2 separate regions of the Sus scrofa genome follow, and region 1 is linked to region 2. Evidence: chromatin contacts called from public Hi-C data. All regions are on one chromosome and are shown on one strand. The core of a region is the stretch at or near the end of the contact, and the rest is flanking DNA. Distances in the headings are between cores, read along the strand shown.

Region 1 (6,974 bases), core at 1,929-4,428, 77 kb after region 2:
ACTGTCAGGTCCCTGTAATTCCTGGGTTCTGTGGATGCTGGGTTCCCTTGGCTCAGGAGAGCCCAGGCAAGGAAGCAAAAAGGCACCGAATGCCGCTTTACTAAGGCCTTTGCCTCCCATGTCTCATGGGAAACTGGGGTTCAGGGTGTGCAGGCCACGTGCACAATGACGCCTCCTGAGAAGAAAGCAGTGGACTCAACTCTGAGCCCAGATCTCTCTGGGTGTCCAATGCCTATTCTTTCACCCATTAGCATTTCTGTTCCAAACCCTCAAAGGGCATCTCATTATGCAGCCTTTGTTCATCTGAAATGGGCTGACAGCCTGGAGGAGGAAGCAAACTGAGGAAGGAAGCAAACATCAAACCCTCCACTCAGAGCAGCGAACCTTCGACCTCCCTCCCAGAGTGACTGCAAGAGAAAACCTGTGGGGGGCTCTGCCCACTCGGGGTCAGGTAGGGGTAGCCTTGCATTCAGTTCCTCTCTGCCTCCGTTGTCACTCCACTCCAGGTCCAGGGACAGACTGTTTGGTTACACGGTGCGAACGGATTTAGAAGAATCAAGACGTGCCATTCGGAGCCGCCCAAGAGTACCTGGACAAAGTTGCTTTCAAACATCACTGATTCAGGAAACAGGCTGAATTCTGGAGAATGAACCATCTGGCAGAGCAGTCCCTCCTCCACACCCAGGCCCACTCCAGGATTTGGTTCCCCGTCCACAGGAAAGAGGCCCCTGAATTCTTCCCAGGCATTCAGGGAAGGGAAGGTTGGATAGGATCTTGTGACTTTGACCGTCTTCTTTGATTTGTTCCAAGTCTTTCTTTGTGGAACTGATGACATTTCGGCACATGCTCAGGGGCCCGCAGCACGTTTGTCCGGAGATCTCTCTCTTCCCTCCTGGCCTTGGGCAGCTGGCCAAGTCCTGGGACAGCCAATCAGCTCACAATGATGAATGGATGACATCATGAAAAACCAGGGCAGGCCTGCAGGAAAGGGAAATGCAGAGAAGGAAATGCTTTTACAGCCTGTTTAAAGTCCTGACGTGCCCCAAGCCCTTCTCAGGACCTGAGGACACAGCTCCCCCAGAACTTGCTGAGAAAGCACTGAACCAGGCAGAAAGCAAAGAAGGATGGCTATTGGGAAGCTCCTTCCGCTGCTAAAGGAAAATACTCTCCCTGCCTTCCAACCCTCCCTTCCGCAGAATGCAACCTACGCCCAAAGGGTTTTTTAAGGGCTGCTGTCGATTTAAAGCCCAGTCCTCTTGAGCTTTGCACCACATGGGCCCCACATGCTGCCCCGGTTTATCTGCAATCGCCTTTGCTGATTCTGGAGGGAGTTGCAGGGCTGTAGGCGCCTGCTCTGTGCTCTGCTATGGCTGGCTGACAACTTCTGCAGGCCTGATTTCCCCGAGGAGGTCAAAATGAAAGAACAGTAGAAAAAGGCAGTTTCTTACCCAGAGGCTGGCTTGGTAAGGTGCCAGCTGAGAGGACAAGAATCCCGAGGAGCAGCTCTGCTGGGTGGACAAGCCCTTCCCCATCTCGGACAGAGACAGTGCGCCTCATCCCCGAGCCAGAGGAAGCCAGAGCCTGAATCTTAGGGCAGTTAGGTCAGAGGCAAAAAACCAAGCAGGCTGACCACTATCCAAGTTTCTTTCTGGGAGAAATCTTACTCTAATTTGGACAAAATTCCAGACTTTATTAACCATCAAGGTCGAACACAATCAATTTAGAAAAGCAATTTGACAACCAACATGTGCAAAGGATAAGCATGGAGGTTTACTTTTGTATTTCATTATCAAGTCACGGAGAAGGCCCGAAACTTGAGGCTCTCCTTATCCGATTCTATCAGCCCCCTCTCCTGGTCGATTCTATTACACCCCTGCTCTATCAGCTCCCTTGTGGGTACAGCAACTTCTGCACTCACACTCCTCATTTCCTTTTGTTTATCATGTGGGGAAAGTTTTCTCTACGGTAATATTCTCTAAGGATGGGGCCGGAGACTGCATCCTGCGGTGGACATTTCCCTGCAAACAACACACAGTACAAAAGTGAGGGCGACCAAGACTCCGAAGTGATGCTTTTCATTGTTGACGCGTACCTGCAACAGTAAAGCTTATTGGCTTAGATATAAGGTGTGGATATGTTTGGCCGTGGAGACACTCAGAAGTTCCCTGCAATATGGAAGATGACTTTTTCTCTTTTCCACGCAAGCCTGCTGAGCCCATTTCTGTGGTGTGTAGAGGGCGGGGTGTTTTTTAGCATTCAGATAGCTAATCGTGAGGAATCAAGCTTTTAGCTCTAACCAAAATGCTAAGCAGTGAGAGCTGGTGCTTGAAGGTTCTACTCCTTCTTACCTGCCTCCATCAAACCTCAAAAACTCGTACATTGAATCTTAAAAAACCTTTTGACAGATACTTAGTTGTCAATCTCAATGTCCATTCTCTCCATCCCTTTAGTAATAGAATGTTTGATTTTTAGTTGGTATGAGTTTCTGGAAAAAGATTACATGTCCTGGCCTTCCTTACAGCTAGGTACGGCCACAGATCTATGCTCTGGCAAAAGAGATGTAAGCTCAAGTGCTGGGTAAAATTTCTGATGAATCACTGTGGGAAGAGGACAGGCTCTTTTTTCACTCCTTGTTTTTTCCTTCTGGCTAGAATACTGATGACTGCTGGAGCTTGAGCAGCCCTATTGGGCCATGAAGTGGCATGCTAAGGATGGTAGCATAGCAAGATGAAAGGGTTCCAGTTCCTTGAGGATCATGAAGTTATCAGACTAGTCCTGACCTCTGTACCACCAGACTTCTTCCAAATATGAGGGAAATAAAAAAGGCTTTTCTGTGATTTTGAGCCAGACTTAAAACTAGTTAATAAATCTATATAAAATGCCTATCATTTGATTGTGATGATCATCGTACAGCTACAGGTGTGATAAATTCATTGAGTAATTAAAAAAATAAAATTTAAAAAAACTCCCATCTATTCTTCTGGACTGATTTTACAGGAAAGCCTGGTACTATTTACCAGTAATTCTAAGCAATGAAGAAAATAGTGTTAATTTGCAATAAGTTAGGAACTTAATGGCAAACATATAACTTCTGGAAAAAGTTGTATAAATATATGGAGTTCCCATTGTGGCTCAGCTGTTAACACATCTGACTAGCATCCATGAGGACGCAGGTTCCATCCCTGGCCTTGCTAAATGGGTTAAGGATCCAGCGATACCGTGAGCTGAGCTGTGGTGTAGGTTGCAGATGTAGCTTGGATCCTGCATTGCTGTGGCTGTGGTGTAGGCCGACAGCTGTAGCTCCAACCAGACCCCTAGCCTGGAAACCTCCACATGCCTCGGGTGCAGCCCTAAGAAGAAAAAAAAAAAAAAAAGAAGTTGTATATATATTCCAGTACTATGAGTAACTCACTGATTTTGTTTTGCTGTGTATACAGTGATGTTGGTGCTGCCCCAACTGTTGACTTTTGCATATTGACTGATGTGCGCTTTGGTGAGCGTCTCCTTGATTGTGTTGAGTGTCGTTTGGTTTGAGGCTAAAGTCACTTTGGCAAGGTGAGCTATCATTTCAAAACCTGCTCAGAAATGACCACAATATCTGGTTGTCAGCTGCAGCTGAGCCCAGGCTTTGTGGAGCTTAAAGCTTATGCAGTTTCGGAGACTCTTAACAAATAAAAGACTGGGGGGAGGGGCATGCCAGGAGTTATTCTTTAATGGGTACAGGGTTTCAATTTGGAAAGATGACCAAGTCTTGGAAATCAGAGGTGGTGATGTATACACAACAATGTGAATATTATGCGGAGTTCCCATCATGTCGCAGTGGAAACAAATCCAACTAGGAACCGTGAGGTTTCCAGGTTTGATCCCTGGCCTCGCTCAGTGGGTTAAGGATCCAGTGTTGCCGTGAGCTGTGGTGTAGGTCGCAGATACGGCTCGGATCTGGCGTTGTTGTGGCTGTGGCGTAGGCTGGTAGCTGCAGCTCCAATTAGACCCTTAGCCTGGGAACTTCCACATGCGGTGGGTGCAGCCCTAAAAAAAAAAAAAAAAAAAAAAAAAAAAAAGATAATGTGAATGTTATGTAATGCCACTGAACTGTAAATCCAAAAATACGTTAAAATAGAAACTTTTACATTATGTATATTTTATCACAATAAAAAAAATTCTGGAGCATTAAAAGATCCTACAAAATTATGGTACAAAATTACTAGAGGACCTGGAGTTCCTGTTGTGGCGCAGCAGAAACGAATCCGACTAGCAACCATGAGGTTGCAGGTTCAATCCCTAGCCTCGCTCAGTGGGTTAAAGATCTGGCATTGCTATGACTGTGGTGTAGGCCAGCAGCAACAGCTCCAATTAGACCCCTAGCCTGGGAACCTCCATATGTCTCAGGTGAGGCCCTAAAAAGACAAAAAAGAAAAAAAAAAAGAAAATTACTAGAGGACCAGAGTGCTCGTCATGGAGCAGCAGAAATGAATCCGACTAGGAACTATGAGGACTCAGGTTTGATCCTGGCCTCGCTCAGTGGGTTAAGAATCTGGTGCTGTGAGCTGTGGTGTAGGTCGCGGACACTGCTTGGGTCTGGCATTGCTATTGCTGTGGTGTAGGCTGGCAGCTCCAGCTCCAATTGGACCCCTAGCCTGGGAACCTCCATATGCCGTGGGATCAGCCCTAAAAAAAAGAAAAAAAAATTGCCAGAGGTCCTCCTAGGGCCTTGGAGGGGCCCATGTAATTAGGGATCCTGAAGCTTAAGCTTTATTATCTGTATGGTAAACTTATCCCATTTAAATATATGTCATTATTTCTTAAAAAGCTGCAGTACATGAGCTTGTAGAATACTATAAAATGTGAACAAGTTAAAAAACAAATAGCATATTCCTACCTCCCAGAAAGCATCACTGTAACAGCTACGCATGTGTGTACTAAAATGAGATCATACTGTACAAATTGTTTTGTAACCTATTTATAATCTGTTTTATTTAGTCAACACTCTGCCTTTGTGTTTTGGTACCTTCATCTCATCTCATTTAATTTCCAGGCCATGTTAAAATTTCTCCAATAAACTGCAATTATTCTTACAGCTGGTATATCCAAATCATTAATCACTTAAGTTTGTTTTAATCTCAGGCAGACCCTTTTTTAGAACACTTACTAGTGGAAGCAATTGGGTCATTGGTCTTACAGAATGTCCCACCTTCTAGATTTGTCTGGCTATTTCCTTGTGTTTAGCTTGCTTCTCTAGCAACTATATTTCCTATGAAACAGAAATTATATCTCAAGGACAGATGGATTCAGGTAGTAGTCACTATTTCTTAGTAAAGGGCTAGCATGGGATCTGTGTGTAAGATACTACTCTCCTCTTCCAAAGAATGTCGTAGAAAAATATATAGAAAGAATTTGTATAAGCAGAAAAACGATTCCAGAAAATATACTAAATGCCTTGAAAAAAATCTTCTCTGCCGTCTCAAGGAAACTGAATACAATACAGGAACCTACAAAACAAAAATTCAGAGATACCAAAATTAGATGAAAAGAAGACTTGGAAAGGAAAGGAAATAAATAGAAGGAAACCCCACCAAGTATCTGAAAGTCACATTAGAAGCCAGAAGAAGTAGAGTTGATTTCACATAAAACTGAGTCAGTGCCCTGGATAACAGGTTGGAGAATATCACACAAAACACAATAAGGAAGGGAAAAGAGATGAAATAATTGGAAAGAAAATAATAGCTGTGTGAGATGGTTATATTGATCCGACAGGCAGCTAGAATCCTGAGGAGAAGGGAACAAATGGAATTTAAAACGTAGTCAAAAGCGTAAAAGAAAAGGCCATTTATGAAACAAAGACTCAATCTGGCAAACGGACAGGATTCCCTGTATTGAGTAAATTGAGTAAAGGAACCACTGAGATCAGAATAGCTCGTGTGAAGCTCTTGAATCTTAGGGAATAACAAAAACATCCTACTACAGACAGCGAGGAAGAAGCAGCAGACAGTCTTCCCAGAGGAACAAGATGAGACTAACCACGGACTTCTTTATAGAAATTTTAGATGGCGTAAGACAATGGAACAATGCAGAAAGAATGTTGAGGAGGAAAGAATGTGACCCAATAATTCCATTAATGGCTAGAAATTAATTCAAGTGGAAAGATGGCAAAAACAACCTTAAAACTCTAAGCACACTGGAAGAAATAAAGCCATAGCTGGTTCTTTGAAAAAGAAAAATTAGACAAACCACTAGCTAACAGTTTAATTTTTTAAATGGAAGACTTAACATATAAAATTTGTGTATAAGAAAACACAAATAAGTTCAAGCAGCAGTACAGGCTCCTGGGTAAAGGTAGTGACTTGAAACTGTATCGCTTAAAGTACAACCGAGGTGGTCAAAAGACCCCAAATTATAGCGACTTAAACAGAACAGAATTTTGATTCTCTCTTACATTGTGGTCCAAAGGTAAGCAGTCCATTGCTGGTAGAGTATCTCTGCCATTCTCAACACGTGACTTCCATCCCTGGGTTCCAAGGGGGCTCCAGCTCCTGCCATCATGTTTGCATCCTGGTCAGTGAGAAAGGGAAAAGGGGAGGGAAGTGTACACTCATTCCTTTTAAGGGCATGACCTGGAAATGGCATAATCACTTTTGCTCACATCCCATTGGTTGGAATTCAGTCACATGGCCACACCCAGGTACAAGGGAAGCTGGGAAATGGACCTTTTAGCTGGGTGGCCATGAGCCCACTTAGAACTGGAACTTTCTTTTATTTATTATTTAAGGATGAAGGATATCGGTGGATAATCAGCAACCTCTGCAAAGAAGCCATGTCACAGAATTACTCCTTCTGACATCCACCATAAATATATAATATATACATTTTTAACAGCAAAATTTTTAACTAGTGACAATGTAACCAGCAAAGAGGTTAAGTGCTTGAGTGGTGGCCAAAGGATAGGGAGAACAGAAAATCGGGGTATGGTCTGATAA
Region 2 (7,279 bases), core at 4,611-7,110:
TCCCGCCGCCGGCCGGTCCCGGCCCCCGAGGGGCTGTGGCGGCCGGAATGGCCTCTCGACACCTGCTACCTCCGCGGCCGCGCGCGCCCCCTCTTGGCGGAAACGGGCAAGGCGCGCGCGCAAGGACTCTCCTGCTGCAGGGCGGGGTTTGGGTGCCTCCACCAGATCCGCGGTCCCACCCCACCCCCCGCGCTTAGAGGAGACCTAACGCTGCAGTGGATCCTTTCCTTCATGAGACAAACAGGATCTAGTGTGTTCCATCCTCCGAGAACCAAGACATCAAAAGCTCCCCCTTGACTTCGCTTCCCTTATGTCTCTGCTTCTCTTTCAAACATGACCACGGGGATAATGGGTATTCACCTTTCACCTCCCCTTTCCTCTTCAGTCGCAATACAAGCAGGCGACTGTCTTCACTGAAATGTCTCAGAGCCCCCCGTCTGGCCACATCTAATGACCATCTTACCCGACTCAGCAACCGTTTGACACCGCTGATCACTATCTCATGGAAGCACGTTCCGCCCAGGGCTTCCAGGTCACCAGATGCTGCTGGTGCTCCTCCGACTTCAGTCTCTTTTTTTCATTTCTCCTTGCCTCCTGGACCTTTAAATTCCAGAGTATCCCTGGGACGAGATCCTTTTCTCACCCCTTCCTGTATCTCTCCATGTGATTTCGTGGTGCTCTCCCATAGACTCCAATGCCATCTGTTTGCTCCTGACTCCCAAATGTATCCCTCCAGCTCTGATTTCTCCCCGGTTCTAGATTCGTATACACAACTGCCTCCTTAATATATTCACTTAGATGTCAACAGCCATTTCAAACTCAACATGTAAGAAACACATCTAGAACTGTTCCCTAGCCCCCAAGCTTGTTCCTTGTCCCATCATCCCCATTTCAATAAATGACACCACCATCCATCTAGTTTCTCAAGGCAAAGTCATCTTTCATGTCTATCTTACCCACCAATCCAATGCAGCAAGTCCTGAGAGCTCCAACTTCAAATTATATCCAGAATCCTCTCCATTGCTACTGCTCTAATCCAAGCAACCACCATCTCTTGACTGGACTATTGCAGGAATTTGCTGACCAGATTCATCTGTTTTGACTCCTTTCCCTTCACCCAATATCCACACCGCAGCTGAATGCTCTTTTAAAAATCTAAAGCAGATTGTATCCCTCCAGCTCTGGCTAATAACCTCCCATCTTTTCCCACGAAGAATAAAAGTCAAACCGCTCAGCTATAAGGCCCTCTAATCTGAACTCTGCTTGGTTCTCAGGACACTTTCTTGCCAGAATCCTCCACATGCCCTTTGCTCCAGCCACAAGGGCCTTGACTTTGTCCCTCAAACACATGAAACTCACTCTTACCCATGAGCTTCTGCAGTGGCTACTCCAGCTTCCCAGCATGCACCTCCCTCCTCTGCCTCATTATTCAGGTCTTAGCTCAAATGCCTTCTTCTCAAAGAGGACTTTTCTAACTACCTTAACAAAAGTTTCCATCTTACCCCATCTCTGTCATATCGCCACATTTTCTTCACAGCATTTACTGCCACCTGAACAGGTGGGGTATGTCTTTTTTCTGCCTCGCCCCATTCTATGCTTCATTAAGACAGGGATCTGGTCTGTCCGGCTCCTAGCTGGTCCACCGAGTATACAGGCCCTCAATAAGTGGTTGGAAAGGCATATGAATTAGCCATATTTTACAGTTAAGGAACCAAATCTCAGAAAGGTAAACGTGACTTGCCCAAGATCACAAAGCTTGTTAGGTGGCAGAGCCAGGCTCAAGCATCTAGGTGACCTGAGACCAAAGCTCACACTTTTCCCCCAGGGTGACACAGCTCCTGCAGTTTCTTTCCCTCCCCCCCCCCCCCGCCCCTTTAAGGCCTCCTTTTTCGGCATCTCCCTTGGCTTACATCTTCTTTCCCTACTTGTCTCCCCCACCCCCACACCCCCACCCCAGCTTGCTCCTCTCCAGACCTGCTTGCCGCCTTCCTTTCTTCTCCATTTATACTTCTCTTTTGGCTTGATCTCAGTTCTCCCTGCCGTTTTCTAGGGCAGCTCCCCGAAACCTTCCAAAAGCCCACAGATGTAACAAAACCTGCCTCTTTATTTGGCGGTGCAGTGGAATGTGGGACGCCTGCCTTGCTGGTTCCCAGAGACAAAGGGATGTGGGCGTTAGAAGAAAGGGCTCCTGGGGCCACCAGCTCAGTCCTAGGTGGCAAGGGGCGAGGGGCGCGAGCTCATCCGCTTCCTTTAAAAGAGGCACAGCGGCCCCTCCAGTCACATCTCATTGGCTCGCTGCTCTGCCTTCCCAGGGTGCCCTTGGAGGACCAGGCCAAGGCAATCTGGTCTGAAATTAAACCCTGACCACCGACACCTGGCACTGACCAGAAAAACAAAGAAAAAGGGCTGCAGGTGTGAAGAAGAGCGATTGAGGAGAGAAAAAAGAGCTGCAGGGAAGGGGTGTGAAATGGGAGGGCAAGAAGGGGGGGCACAGAAGAGCCAGTTGGAGAGGCACGAAGAAAGGAAATGAGCTAAACAGGAGACTGAAGGATCCGGCGTTGCTGTGGGCTGTGGTGTAGGTCGCAGATGCGGGTTGGATCCCACGTTGCTGTGACTCTGGCATAGGCTGGCAGCTACAGCTCCGATTCGACCCCTAGCCTGGGACCCTCCATATGCCACGGGTATGGCCCTAAAAAAGCAAAAAATAAAATAAAATAAAAATTAATAAATAAAGAGGAGGCTGGAGAGATAGGAGCAGGGCAAGCACAGTAGAAGAAAATGAGGGGAACGTACTGATTTCGGTCCTATTGGTCTGCGTGCCTCCGCCAAGCCCTCAAGACAAAAGTACTTGGCGGGCCCTCCAGTCTGAGTGCAGGATTTACCTTGGAGCTGCTGGATCTGCTTGGTGAACACCTCTGCCTGCTGGGCGCTGGCCAGCCGCTCATCCTCCAGGAGCCCTGCAGTGAAGGGGGAGCTGGCGTCAGGCCTGGGATCCAGGGAGCACAGAGCCTTTGGGCCCCGGCCCTCGGGGTCCGTCACAGGCACTCACCCTGCAGCTCCAGCGAGTCATCCTCATGCTGCCCTGCCAGTTCCCGGGTCTCCTCCAGCTCTGCCACCAGCTGCAGCACCTGAGCCCTCAGCTCCTCCAGTTCGGTCTCCGTGAGGCTCAGGCCCCGGTGCTTACTGAGGGACAAGGAGCCCCCGCTTCCTCCCTTTTGCACCTGATCATCCTCTTCTTCCCCCTCTTCTTCCTCTTCCTCCTCCTCTTCCTCCTCGTAGAGGGCTGGGAGTAACACTTCCCCTAGGAAAGACCCCCCACCCCCAGCGAGTAAGAGCCAGCTTCCTGTCCTTGGTCCTTCCAGGGCCCTCTAGCATGCTGTCCCAGGGCAGAGATGGTATCATAGTGCCACCTGGTGTCCCCCAAGGAGCCTCTGGGCAGGACCTGCACACGGGACGAGTCCTCAGGTGTGAGGGTCGGGGTTGGAGGTAGCCCATCCCCCTCCCGGGCCCTTCCTGGACCAGTGCTGCACCTGGTGGCCTCCTAGTACTGCCTTTGGGCACACTGAGCAGCCAAGGGCCCGGCTGAGCCCCATGAGGCTCGCACAAGGATAGCTGCTTCCTCCAGCCTCGTCTCTGGGTAGTCAAGAAAGAGTCAGACACCGGGTGTGTCTTTAAGCCCAACAGGACAAGAATTACAGTTTGGGGGTTTGTACTAAGTTTACCAAGGATCCAGGTGGCTTGTGAGAAATTAGCCCTTCCATAATAAGAAAGCGTTGCCTGTCAGTCAGTAGAGAAAGAGAACAGCCAAAGAGAATCATCTGAAATGATTCTAAATGCTTTTCTGGACAAAGACGGGGCCCCTTTCAAATACATTCTATCGAATAGCCCTTTGGAAATTTTCTGCCAGGTCCACCTTTCTTTTCTGCTGTGTCAGGAGGTCTCCCCTCCTCTCCCTGAGTGTTCTGAGGCCCCTTCCCCTGCTGACCATAAGGCAGTTTTGGGGGGGAAGTCAAGGATTCTCCTCGTGAATAAAAGAAAGCCTGCCATTTTAATGCATTAAGAAATGGGGGTGTGCTGGTCCCCAGCCTCTGGCTGGTGAGCAACCCCTCTCCTTTGCTGCAATGCAGTTCCTCTCAATAGCAAAATCTTGCCTGGATGGTAAGAGCTTGCTTTGTTTTAAAATTCTCAATCTCTGGTCCATCTTTGTCTAATAATCACAGCCTAAGGTTTATCTGGGACCCCTTGTCTCATCCGTCCCTCTTGGAGCGTGGACGTGTGTATAGGGACCTGGGGACCCTACACAGAAAGTCCTGGAAATAGGACCAGCATCCTTCTAGGGGCCTCATTTAGGCAGCAAGTGCCAAGCTGTGTGGGTGTCGAGGGTGAGATGCGCGTTGGGAGCTTGGCCTTCTCGCCGGCCCCTCTCCCAGGCTCCCTCTTTCAGGCAGTAAGATAACCTAGAGAACCGAAGTCACAAGGCTTCCATTTGAAGTTAGTGGTGACACCAGAAAGACAATTCACATGCTCACTCCTCTGGCTTTTCAAAATAAGAGACAGCTTGGGATCTGGGTCGGGAGGCAGCGAGAACAAACCCCCTGCTGCACAGCTGCTTCAAATCTCTGTCCAAGGAGGCCTCTTTCTCTCTCTGGCAGCTCCCTGGGGACACACAACTTGGTTAGCTGGTGGTTAGGACCCCAAAGGGATGTACCCTGAACTTTCCCCAAAGCCCGAGCCCTGAGGAGGGTTGGAGGGGGCTGAGCTGAACTTGGGGAAGGGCTGTGTCCTGGCTCAGAGTTCTGGGGGTCAGAGGGAGGAAGGAGGAGAGGGAAGCTGGACGAGGTGGAGGGAAAGAAAGCTTTTGGGGAAAACTCACCCTCCATGGCTTGCATTCCACGCCTTTCCAGGGACCCCCAGCGTTGGCCTTTCTTCCTCTCACAACCGTCAGACACCTCGTAGGAGCCTAAAGTGGTCACTGTGGGTCCTGTAAGCAGGGAGAGAGGGGGCACTGTGGGATGCTAGGGGCGGCTGGGGGCTGGGGTGCAGCGGGGAGGGGAGGGGACATGCCTCCTAGCCCTTTGGAGCCCTGGGGTTTTTCATCCCAGTGGAAGTACTTGGCTCAGTCTGCCCAGGGCTGCGACTCTCCGCCCCAGGTGGCCCCTCAAGCGGGCCTGCGGGGACACCGCCCTGCACTGCCCAGCTTCTCTGCCCCCCAGTCCGTGCTCCTCTCCCTTGCACAGACAGAAAGGGCGTGTGTGTGTCTCTTTAGCCCAGAGGGGACAGGCAAGGATGGAAGAGGGCGGGAGCCAGCAAAGAGAAGAGGCTCAAAGGGTGAGGTGGAAGGGGAAGGGGTGAGGGGACGCGTGCGGGAAGGGGGTCTGGACTGGGGCCGCTGCCGTCCATTCCAGCTCTCACTGGACTTCGTCCTCCCCACTCCGCCCCGCGCTCCGAAGCCTTCAGGGTCCGAGCAGGTGCGGGGTCTGGAGCCCCCAAGGCAAAAAGCACCGTCAGGCTGGAGAGACCAGATGGAGTGGGCTCAGGGGAGGGACTGCCAGGGATGATGCGGCCGGTGTGGGGAAGAGCCAGCCCGGAAAGATGGAGCCGGAGCCCGGGCTGGGGGCAGGATGGAGGAGGAAGACTTAGGACGGAGAGGTGGGGAGCAGCGGAGGGGGAGAGGACCTGGGGGTCTGGAGGGAGGAGAGATGGAGAAGAGGAAGGAGCGGCGGTGGCGAAGTGAGGGAGGGGCGCTCTGACCTGGACCCGGGCAGCTCCAGCCCGCGGCGCCCGCGCCGGCCCCGGCGCCCGCCTCCATGGCCGCTCGCGCCGCCGCCGCCGCCCGGAGCAGCCGCCGCCGCCGCCGCCGCCAGGCCGGGGACCGGAGCCGGGTGCGCAGGGGAAGGAAGGCCGGGCCGGCCGAGGGGGCGGGGCCTGGCCAGGCCACCTGACGCCGCCGCCGCCGCCGCCCGGAAGCCGGCCCTGCACCCCAGCTCCCGGACCCGGTGCAAGCGCGTCGCCAGACACGCCCCGAGGCCCGCGCCGAGGGAGCGACCGGCTCCCCTGGTCTGGCGGTGGGTCCTGCCGGGAGGCGGCTGCGTGGGGGCACCCCTCTGCGCCAAGTGCCAGGGCCCGGTCCTGCTCGGCGGTGGGGAAGGAAAAGCAAGCACCAGGAGAGCCAAATCCTCCTGGCCTGTTTCCTCCAAACGCGCGGATGCTCACACGCCCCTTGCTCCCCACGGCTGAGCGGCACCCTCCACCTGGGCAGTCAGCGCAGACCCTCCGGCCGCCAGCCTCAGCCTCAGGGCTGCTCCAGGGCTGGAGGAGGGAAACCGAAGCCAGGATACTTCAACTGCGGGCCTTGATCTCTCTGTTGGCCTTGCGCCCTCCGCCAAGCCACAAGCAGGGACCTTCTTAGAAGGGGCCGCTCCGGGACCCCACGCAGCCCTTAGTGTCGAAGACCTTTCTCCATTGCCTGCCTTCCCACCGGGCCCCAGGCCCGGTGGTCTGCAAACCACAACCCCTACTCACCTAGCCTCTGCAGCTGTTTAGAGTGGGCACTGCCGATTTTCACTCTCATAGAAGGGAGATGTGAAAGCCCAGATAGCTTATTTCACTCAACCGCTCCTTCAAGGAACTTCTTCCAAGTGCCAGATTTTGGCGAACCAATTGGGCTCACGCCTCTGCAGGTCTCAGCCAGGAAAGAAATGGGTACACTTGGGAACCCGGAGGTTCCAGCACATCTGGAAAATCACTGGGAGATTCCTAAACCAGGGACAGTCCCTTCTCTTGCGCATCCACTTACAAGGTCATGGGCATATACTGTCTGGATCACGCCCACCGGCTCCCAAGTTCACAAGCCCTCCATATTCCTCAGGAGAGAAGCCCTTCTTTGCCTCGACATCCCCTACGTACCCTTAAACACTCAGCTGGGAGTCATCTCTTGGCAGCCATTCCCGACTCACCACCCAGCCAAGCCATTAGATGCTCCTGCTGTGCTCCGACCCCTCCCCCTTCCCTCTAAGCAGCACCAGTCACTCTAGGTTGTCAAGGTCATGTTCTGACTTTCCTGTCAGCCCAGTGTTTGGAAGACCAGGAAATTGCCTTAGTCGTTTTTGTATCTCCAGTATCTAAATCATTGACACAGAATAAATGAGTGAAGTTAAATCTCCTAATTAATGCTCTGCTTATCATTTAACGTATGATCCCACACTTAAGGTGTTCAGTGTTGCCTATTAACAATAGTATTGGAGTTCCCGTCGTGGCGCAGTGGAAAGGAATCCGGCTA

The links. A called contact is a pair of places that touch in the nucleus more often than the background predicts.
Region 1: a Hi-C map of retroperitoneal adipose tissue shows a contact between it and region 2, with 1.6 times the contacts expected there. The contact joins the promoter of FAM71F1 here to the promoter of CCDC136 in region 2. A contact is called at or near these places in 1 of 5 promoter capture datasets (liver), 6 of 47 Hi-C or Micro-C datasets (embryonic fibroblasts, liver, retroperitoneal adipose tissue and 2 more) and 1 of 2 datasets of contacts at active chromatin or transcription factors (alveolar macrophages).

What each region holds. Positions count from the first base shown.
Region 1 is chr18:19,897,538-19,904,511 of Sscrofa11.1, forward strand. It overlaps FAM71F1 (protein FAM71F1), which reads right to left and starts at 3,179. Exons shown (of 8, transcript XM_021078814.1): 1 at 1,449-3,179; 2 at 590-978. The coding sequence starts at 835.
Region 2 is chr18:19,817,883-19,825,161 of Sscrofa11.1, forward strand. CCDC136 (coiled-coil domain-containing protein 136) reads right to left here and starts at 5,861. Exons shown (of 10, transcript XM_013990821.2): 1 at 5,752-5,861; 2 at 4,874-4,981; 3 at 3,050-3,301; 4 at 2,883-2,957. The coding sequence starts at 5,809.